Linked DNA regions of Strix aluco: region 2 is linked to region 1. Evidence: chromatin contacts called from public Hi-C data. All regions are on one chromosome and are shown on one strand. The core of a region is the stretch at or near the end of the contact, and the rest is flanking DNA. Distances in the headings are between cores, read along the strand shown. Region 1 holds the start of LTV1 (LTV1 ribosome biogenesis factor). Region 2 holds the start of PHACTR2 (phosphatase and actin regulator 2).

Region 1 (4,631 bases), core at 1,674-4,173:
TTACCCCTTTATTGAAAGGCTTATTAAAAGCTTACTAACATGCACATCTAAAATAACTTTAAATCTTATGTAGTATCACCAAACTATACCTGAAAAGTATTTCTGACTAAGAACATTGGTTTCAACTAAAATTACAGTATTTGGTTAAACCAAACTTCCTCAATTAAAAGTGACTAACTGGTAATTGCGTACCTCATTGCTTGAAATTACTTCTTGATTTTCTGTTCCAACATGATCTAGCATCATGAAATTCCACAACTTATGCCAGCAATTGAAAAGTTTGGTTTTATTCCCTCTGGGTTCCGTTACATTCCACTTTAAAAACATGGTGTACTGGTAATATAATCTGGTATATTCATAACTCTCAGAGCATTCAAAAGTTCTAAGAATCTTAAAAACAAATGCCAACCCCAGAAAAACATATGACTTGTTCAAACAAATACCTTTGTAATCCACCTCTGTCAAGAAAATCTTGTCTTGGGTACACAAAGTGTTTTAACACTGTGCTGGCAAAATACTGTTCATCAATAAACTTTGGCTGGTCAACTTTTGTTTTTACTTGTAGGAAAGTCTGACTGTGGGTCAAAAGGATCCTAAATAAATAAATATATATACAATATATAGATCACAGTCAAGATAACACTTGTTGAATATGGTTAATGTGTCTACAGATGCTAAACTCCAAAGAACGGCATACGATTACTATTAGCAAAACCACTACTTACTGAAACTCGCTGAATTTCATCTTCTATGTGCCCCTCACTTGTGACAACAATTCTGCTTTGCTGTCCACGCACAGAAGGGACAAGCTCAGAGGGACCAGAGGCTTCTTTTAGATGCTGCAAATAGTCATAGTCATCATCAAAGAAGACTCCATACTTCCGCTGCTCTTCTCTCCTTTGCTCCTCATGCCCCTTGGAATTGTAAAAAGAAATACATATAGTTACTTAAGTCCATTTAAAACTTATTAGTAAAAAGAAAAGACATCTATTAAGAATGCCTGAATTCTAAAGTCCTTTTAGTCCTCTCTCCACTCATTACCCCAGTGCACAGCCAATTAGAAAGTTGGGGCCATCTGGTTCAGTGTTAGGATGCTGTCTGAGCTGGACCTTAAACAACTTTTTCCATAAGCAGCATAACTAACAACTTTTCAGGGTGGGTCAGGCAGTTTTTGTGGTTTAATATGTTTATGACCGTAATGCCAGTTAGTCATCCTTCAACCCATCAAATTCCCTACATCTTCCCCTTTGTTTTAATAAGCTGGACCAAAAACTACCTTCTCTCAGGCTGTTCTCTGTTCTCTCTCTTCTACCCACTGTTCTCTCCTGTGGCATTTCTTATCTGAATGAACCTCAATATTAAAAGCAAGTATTTACTTTCTGTGTAGGCAGCAGAACTCTCTGGGGTGCAGTATCATCAGCAGCAAGTGGATCCCTCTGACTTCTGTGCACCAAGTGAAATGTTACCGCTTTCTTCTTGTCTATGAAGGGTTTCTTTTTCTTGTGAGGCTGAAAAAGGACATTTGGTTAATCATTAGTAAAAAATGAAATATTAAATGCACCTAAAAAGAATCTTTTGCTTGGAGCATTCTACTGTATTCCTTTTAAGGCAATGTCTTATATACTTAGAGACGAAGCAAAAAGGGACTAGTGGTGGCTTAACTCTTCTCACTACACGTACAACAGCCACTGCACATGTTCTAATAGCATATGCAGCTGTATTCAGCTGCAAAATGGCAATACAACAGTACAATAAATATTTGATTATAGCATATACACCTTAAGATATAATCCTAGAAAAGACATTTTAAATAACTATTTTCTAAACACTGGGTCAAATCCAAACAAACTTCATCCAAGAAACACAGGAAACTGACATAAGGAAATTCATCTAGACACACCTAGCTTCTTGAAAATTGTTTAGACACCTGTTCCTATACCAGTAATTCCAAATCAACCACAAAAACTATCGACTGTACCATTACACAGACATAGCTCTAACATCAAAAATGTATCTGCATTCTGGATCAACAAAAATCTGAAGTATTCTTAACTGGGTGAAAGTCTTTTCTGCAAGTTAGCATATCTGACGTCAGGAAATACTTTTGTTAAAATTTCCTGCTTTACTTATCTACCAAAATGTGTTAATAGCAGATATATGCAACTTGTGAACTATTCTATGGATCTAACCTATCTTCTTTACCTGTTGGCTTTAAGTATACATGACACACTATGACATATCAAAGTTCAGCGCCTATCAACTGCCACCATATATTTTGATATGTACTTTAAAACCTTACGCTTGGCGCAACCAGAAAAGGAAATACTTCAAGTTTTTGGAAGCAGGCAACCTGTTGCCCCTACAAACAAAGCTGCCGGTGACCGATGGTACCAGGGAAGTGCCTGTGACGCCGCAGGAAGCCGAGCAGGACAGCTGCCCCCCACCCCCGGTGCCTCAGGGCACACACCTCGGGGGTTCGCCTCAGCCGCGCCCGCCCGGGCGGCCCAGGCCGCCGCCGCCTCCCGCTCCCCGCCGCGGACCCGGGGCTGCCGGGGCAGATCCCACGGGCCGGGCCGGGCAGGGGAAAGCTCCTGGGGAGCCCGGCAAGCAAAGCAGTCAGTGTGGCGTTTCTCCCCTCCAAACCGCCCTACGGAAACGGCCCGGTTTCAACCCAAGCGCTGAGGGAGAGCGGACGGACACGACAGCGAGCCGCGCGCGGCCGCCCCATCCTCTGCCCCTCCTCCTCTGCCCCTCCTCCTCCTCCTCCTCCTCCTCCTCCTCCTCCTCACCATGGCGCGAGGGCAGGTCGGGGAGCGCGCGCTGCTCGTCGGCGACAGGAGACGCTACGGCCGCTCCCGGCACCCCCCCCAGTCCTTCTCGCTCGCACGCGGGCCGGGCGTCAACACCACCCCGCCGCGGCCTCCATCTTGGGATAAAACAGTGACCAACGGGGGGGAAGGCGATAGGCTACAAGTGCGGACAGGTCTTTTTTTACGCCAGTAACAAAAACTACGAGAGTTTTCTCAGACTGAAACAGTATTTTAATAAGAGAGGCTCCATGAACGCAAGCAGGGTACTTCTTCCACTTTCTAGAGGCATATTTTCCCACTTCTCCCCCCAACTGATGGAGAGTGGTTCCGCCCGCCAGCAGGCCTCAGCGGCAGACCGCTTTGCAGCGGGCCAAAGGGCAACGCGCCTGCGCAGCGGCCGGGCTGTCGCTCGCAGGACGGGGCGGAGCTCGCTGGCGGAGAGGCGTGGCCTAGGGCTCGGGCTCCGCCCCCTGCTGCCGCCGGAGCGGGGCCGGGGACGGGGCCTCCGCCCTCCCCTCAGCGGCGGCAGCGCCTCTGCGTCCGCCGTCGTGGTTACTCTGCTCGCCGGCCCTTGGCGGAGCCGCCTGGTGCCGCGGCGGCGCAGCGCGGCTCTCTGAGGCCGTCACTCCTGGCGGCAGCACGACACCCTGCCCCAGGCTCCGCACAGGCAGAAAATCGCCAGCGCGCCCTACAACGGCAAGGGTTACAGCTGCGCGCCTCGCCGGCCCGAGCGAGGGAGATGAGAGAAGGTTACGTGACAGACGTTATCATTTCACTTACTGCACTAAGTGCTCAGGCGCTACAATAAAATACACTAAACTTTTACAAAGAACCTGTGTGGGACAGGAGGCACGGCACTACTCGCCTTCTGGCCCGGCAGGAAGACCCTGCACCACAGCGGTCTGACACACCCCCCCCTTTGCAGTCTGTGCACAAGCTCATATCCAGGCTCAATTTGAAGGCTCAGGTGTAAATATTTAAATATGTAAGTATTCATATTAACAGTGTTTCACCATATATGCGTTCTTACTTCTTGTGATATGACACTCTAGCTGTATAAATTATACCTTTGCCACGTAGCTTGCCTGTGCACAAACACACAGGCACACACGTACATGCTCCTTGCCAAGACAAAGAAAAGTATGCTTGGAATTTTAGGAATATGATGTAAAGCCGTTTTGTTACATTGCAAAAAGAAAGTGTAAACCAGAAGGGAGTAGTTTCTTCCATGCACATACAGACAATTAAAACAGTAACAAATATGAAAAGGTTGTTACTGAAAATTAAGAAAGAATTATCCACATATGATGTGTGTATATATACACAGCTAAATATTTATGTATATGTATACCTTAAAATATTAGCTTTATCCATATTTGAGTGGATTTCATTGTTTTTTCAGTAGGTGTCACTAAAGATCCAAAAGAGCCCAGATTTTCACTCTTCTGGCTATTCTCTGAAGTCTTGCATCTTTATCATCAAGTTTCATCACATCACTCTTATGGAAGTGCACAAACTAATCTGATCTGCTCCATCAGTTGAAATGACTCTTTCACTCAGAGGATTCAAATTATCCCTGCATATATCTGTACAAAAGCTATACCTTCCTTTCCTCTTACTTCCTAGAAGTACATGGTGAGTATCTCGTTGCTGTCAGTCATCTGAAAGCTGTCGTGTACACCTCCTGGTACGGGAAGATTAGCAACCCTTCCACTGCATGCCGTGAATGGGTTTTTCAGGACTGCACCTAACAGGAGCAGCTCCTTTCCCATGGTATGTCTATACTGCAAACCCAGTGACAGGTGGAATAGCTTTTCACAA
Region 2 (4,815 bases), core at 897-3,396, 150 kb after region 1:
TGGAGGAAGGATAAAGCAGGTTATTTTAATGGCATCTGAGTATAAAAACAATTCTCTAAACATGACATTAAAAATTAAACAGCTTTGCATCTTTAATGCATACTTTCCTTTTTAAAGAGAGAATCAACAGTTGTGTGGCAGCATGCAAGTATTTTTGTTGTGCCCAGTGAGCAGCTGGAAAAAAATACAGGAAGCAGCAATGGAGCAAATACAGAATGAAAGAAAAGATGTCAAAAAAATAAAAACTAGAGAAAGCAACTCTTGTCACTTGCTGGCAGGAAGCACATCCTCAAAATTAAAAGAAAAAAATCAAGTAGGGCAACGGGGAGGCCTAAATTTTGGGGGTAAGAAACTACAAATAACAGCACATCTTTGAAAACACCATCATTTTACCTCCACTGGATTTTCCAGTCTCTTCTAATGAAACCAGCTCATTGTTAGTAGTCTTTGTAGTTAAGCTAACGACAAACATAGTCTAACATTGACATGGTCTCAATCTTGTCAACCTCTGTGGTGATCCCTCTACATCTAGGTTAAGGCATCTTGTGCACGTCAAGCCATAGAGTGTTGTTTATGCAGCATTCTTCCAGACGGTGCTAAAATACACCTTGTACCTAAAAGTAATCCTTTCTGATTCGGACAAACCACTGGAACCTCCTCCCTCCTTCCTGTCCCAAATGTCCTTCAACATAACATTTAAGTAGACATGGGAAAAGGTAGAGCTGAAAATGATGCAGAGAATGTCACGTAGAGTTGTTTTTGCTTGCAGGCTCTGGCCCCACAAGTTGAATCTACTTGCTCCTATGTGACTAAGCAAGTTTGTACTCCCTCTCTCCTCATCAGGCAGGCACAGGCTGTATGTTTGAGCTTCCCCAAGCATGTGGTCTGCTTCATCTTAACACTCCCTGAGGAGCAAACATAAGAGGACATTGTGGTCCATTGCAGACCTGACCACGCACTGCGCTGTCCTGCTTGTGCTGCGGCAGAGGAGGTCCCTCACCACACTCTGGAGCTGCCCTGATGGCACTGAGGTTCACAGGTGCATCCAAAATACCTACATCGTCAGGGATGTATGTGCCTACAGTCTTGTTTTGGTCAACAGAGCAGGGCTGATTTGCAACTGGGCGAGCACTCATTTTCAAAATGTGCTTGGCAGTATGGAGACCAGAATTTCATTTGCCTCAATACCCGAGCTCAGGAAAAGACTGAGTAAAGAATAGCCCAACTGAGTATGTATTTATTTTACTCTGGCCACTTTCAAATACCTGCACTGTAAACTAGGACATTCACTTCCTTGCATTTTGCACAGCAAAGCTACTCTGAATCCTGAAGGAAGCCTACTCTGTCCCAAAGGGCCAGCTTGCACCCCCAAATCATCCTGTGTGCACTTGCAGTCCTGAAGTGGGACGGTGGAATACTGACTCATTCATTTTTTTTGCCTCACCTGTTAACGAAAAACCCTGAGGAGATCTAAGTGCATGAAGTAAAATCCTAACACGGAATTGAAGCATAGTGTGTGAAGTGGCAGGTTGAGGAGTTCTGATGTCCCCACAATATGCCCTGAAGCTTTTCTGCCCTTGCAGTTAGAGATGCTTCGGTGAGCGAAGTACCCACCACTTTAGTGAGGTTAATTTAAATCTGAGAACACGGGTATGAAAAGCCAAGAACTTGACGAACATCAACTTGTTTGTTTACTGGGGTTCACTTAAACCTGAAAGCACGAGTTTGAAAGCCGGGAACTTGATGAACATCATCTCGAGGGGCAGATCCAACGTCCCGTAAACCAGAGACCCACACCGTGGCCACCGAGAGAAAGACGGTCCGAGGTCTGGGAGGGCAGGGCAGGGTGTGGAGGAGGATGTCTCTTCCCAAATTCCCCAGTTCAGCTCGGCTCGGGTGGGGGGGCTCGGACACAAGGACCCTCCCTTCCCTGTCCCTTACCTGAGCCACCCACGTTGGACCGGAGCAGGCAGGTTCTCCGGGAGAAGGAGAAGGAGGAGATGTCGCTTTGGGAGCGGCCGCGGGGACCGGGCAAGAACCAGGCGGGCGGCGGTGCTCCCCCGGTGCTCCCCGCTCTCTCAGCCATAGCCGTCGGGGAGCCGAGAGGGGCAGGGAGGGGAGGAGAGGAGGGAAGGAGGAGGCGAGGGAGAGGAAAGGGAAAGTTTGCAGAGAAAGAGCCGCCCCTCGCCTCCGACCGCCCCGTCGCAGCGGGGCCGCCCCGCCAGGACGGCGGCGGGGATTTTGGGTCTGTCGGAACTTGAATTTTGTGTTTGCACAGGGGCAAAGCAAAGCGGGGGCGTGGTGTGGTGTGTGCAGATGCACGGAGGGAGGGGACGCGGGGACCTCCCCGCGTCCCCTCCCTCCCTGCATCTGCTCTCCCGCCCCCTCCCCCCCCCCTCCCCGCGGGGTGTCTTCGTGCTCCCCGCTCCCGTCATTTCCAACTCTCGGGGGAAGAAGAAAAAAAAAAAAAAGAGTATCAGTTAAAAAGAGCCGAGCAACCGACACCACTGTTTTGTGTAACAGGGTGCCCTCTCTCCTCCCCCGGGCCGTCCCCCGCAAAACCGGGAGGTTGCACAAGGCATCGCATCCCTGCAGAGGAGCAGGGAGGGCGATGAGTCAAATCTTCTGTCTGTCCCCCCCCCCCCTTTTCTGTCTTTCTTAAGGTTTGGGTTGCAGGCAAGAGGCTTTTCACAACCAGCTTGACGACCGTGTGACTCAACGTTTTGGGAGCAAGATAGTCGTCCTGCCTTTCAGATCAGAAGCAGGAGTCACGGCGACTTTGGGTAAAGCAAAATCAAGCCCCGCGGTTTCATTTATGGTGATTGTTTTACAGATACACTTTTACAACACGATTCATCTTTAAAAGGATATTTAATGTTTTCACTGCTTTTTACGGGCAAATCATTTTATATTCTGCCTTGAAAAAAACCCTTGCTGCCCTGAAGCCACGGGCACAATGGCAAAGACAGACAGGACAGCATCTGTACCTAACACCCTGTACTTTTAAGGCATCCAGTGCCACATTATTTAGCTATCAAAAATGAAAGTCCCATTCGGACTGTATGACAACAGTTTAGCCACTACCACTCCACAGGTCTGAATCAAACCCTACTGAGTCTGAAACATGTCCATGCGAGATTCGGTTTCTGGCCTCTGCTTCCCACCAAGAAACCAAGTGACCTCCTCTCAACGTCAAGCCCCGTGCAACTCCCCAGGCGCAGTGGTTTTGGGCTCTTCCCAGCAGTCACATGGCTCAGGCACCCTTTGCCCAAGCAATCGATCCAGTACATGAGTCTTGTATGTCAGCCATTAGTCAGGTCAAAAGGTCTTTTCTGCTCAGCATCTCCCAGGGAATTGCTTTCATTATTTCCTCTCCTTCTTCCATCCACTGACAGACCAGCCTGCTCCTTCCCTAGCTGCAGAGAGCTTTCCCAGTGGGACCGTGCTGCAGGAGTGAGAGGCAGGGGCTTCTCCTTGCGGGGCGCAGCAGCGAGCTCCATGCTTACAGACTTTCCTGCGGGGGCCCAGGGGCTCCAGCATCACGCAGGCAGGCACGCTGCACCCAGGTTTAGAGCTTCCTGCCGTCACAGACACTGGTCTTGTGGCGTTCACAAAATCTTACAGTGTACTATTTTTATTATTTACCCTTTGCAGCTTGCATCATTACAGATGTAACTGTGCACTGAGGACCTTTTCCCTCACTGGAGATTTTAGTAGCTGTGCCTGTGTGGGCTGGTGACATTTTCTGAACCTGTTTACACCTTAATCAGAAGTGTACTCATGACTGCTATTCACTGAACTGTTTTCTACTTTTTTTTTTTTTTTTTTTTAATTTAAAAGATGTGATCAAGTTCATTATTGAGATACACAGTTTCTGCTCCAAATCTCACCAAAGTCGGTGGCAGGTCACTGATGTTAGTAGGCTTCGGGTCAGACCCCTGATCTTTTTAAAAATCATTTTTCCTTCAAAGCATTTTGAGCCACAGAACAGTTGTAACTTTGGTGTGTTGTACAGAATACGCTTCAGAGAGCCTACTTCAAAATTCCCGCATTAAGGAGCTGCTCAGTGTCTGCAATCCTTTGGTGTGATCAGAAAGAAAAGGAGCATATGAAGAAATCCAAAGATAAACTAGAAAAGATGGCACAGCAAGAGGTCAAAGGTGTTTAAGGATTCCCTTTGAGAAGCAGTGACATCTAAAGGGGTGAAGGTAAAAGAAGACATAAAGAAGGTCAATGTTGACTGTAAAAGAGATATGAAGAGTTCCCTATTGTGATATCAAAGTGCTTTTGTGAATCAGAGTAATGTGAACAGTCAGAAAGAATGATACCATGGAAGTCGCAATGTTTTTAATCAGCCTGTAACTTAATACACTCATCAAGGTATATAAATGAAAATATTTTTAAAAATGTACTTCCTGTTTTCACAGCCCTTTAAATATTTTTGTATGAAATGTAACAGCTGTGGTTAATGGCTCTGGAAAATGAAGTTCTGTTTCCATAGAACACCAGTAAAATATACATCCTTTCCAGGTGGAGAGAGATTAATTCAGTTGCCTGCTCATTCATTTTTAACTGTTCTGATGAGACTGCCAAAGAAATTTCCATTTGTGGTGATGATTTTGAAAAGTTAGTGTTTGCTGATTAAACCAAATTATTTCCCAAAGGCCATCCCATGGCCACTAAGATCTGATGCAAAAATACGCAATTCAGGCATCAGGAAAGACTGGAGAAGCACCAGTCTGGGCAACAAATTTGCTGGAAGATGCATCTTTTAAAGTATGTGCCTACCACCCATGATCTGCAGCACAAATGCCA

What was found. A called contact is a pair of places that touch in the nucleus more often than the background predicts.
Region 2: a Hi-C map of brain shows a contact between it and region 1, with 3 times the contacts expected there. The contact joins the promoter of PHACTR2 here to the promoter of LTV1 in region 1. A contact is called at or near these places in 2 of 2 Hi-C or Micro-C datasets (brain and heart).

What each region holds. Positions count from the first base shown.
Region 1 is chr3:64,456,906-64,461,536 of bStrAlu1.hap1, forward strand. LTV1 (LTV1 ribosome biogenesis factor) reads right to left here and starts at 2,924. Exons shown (of 11, transcript XM_074818885.1): 1 at 2,790-2,924; 2 at 1,377-1,508; 3 at 726-914. The coding sequence starts at 2,792.
Region 2 is chr3:64,607,852-64,612,666 of bStrAlu1.hap1, forward strand. PHACTR2 (phosphatase and actin regulator 2) reads right to left here and starts at 2,147. Exons shown (of 13, transcript XM_074818886.1): 1 at 1,942-2,147. The coding sequence starts at 2,086.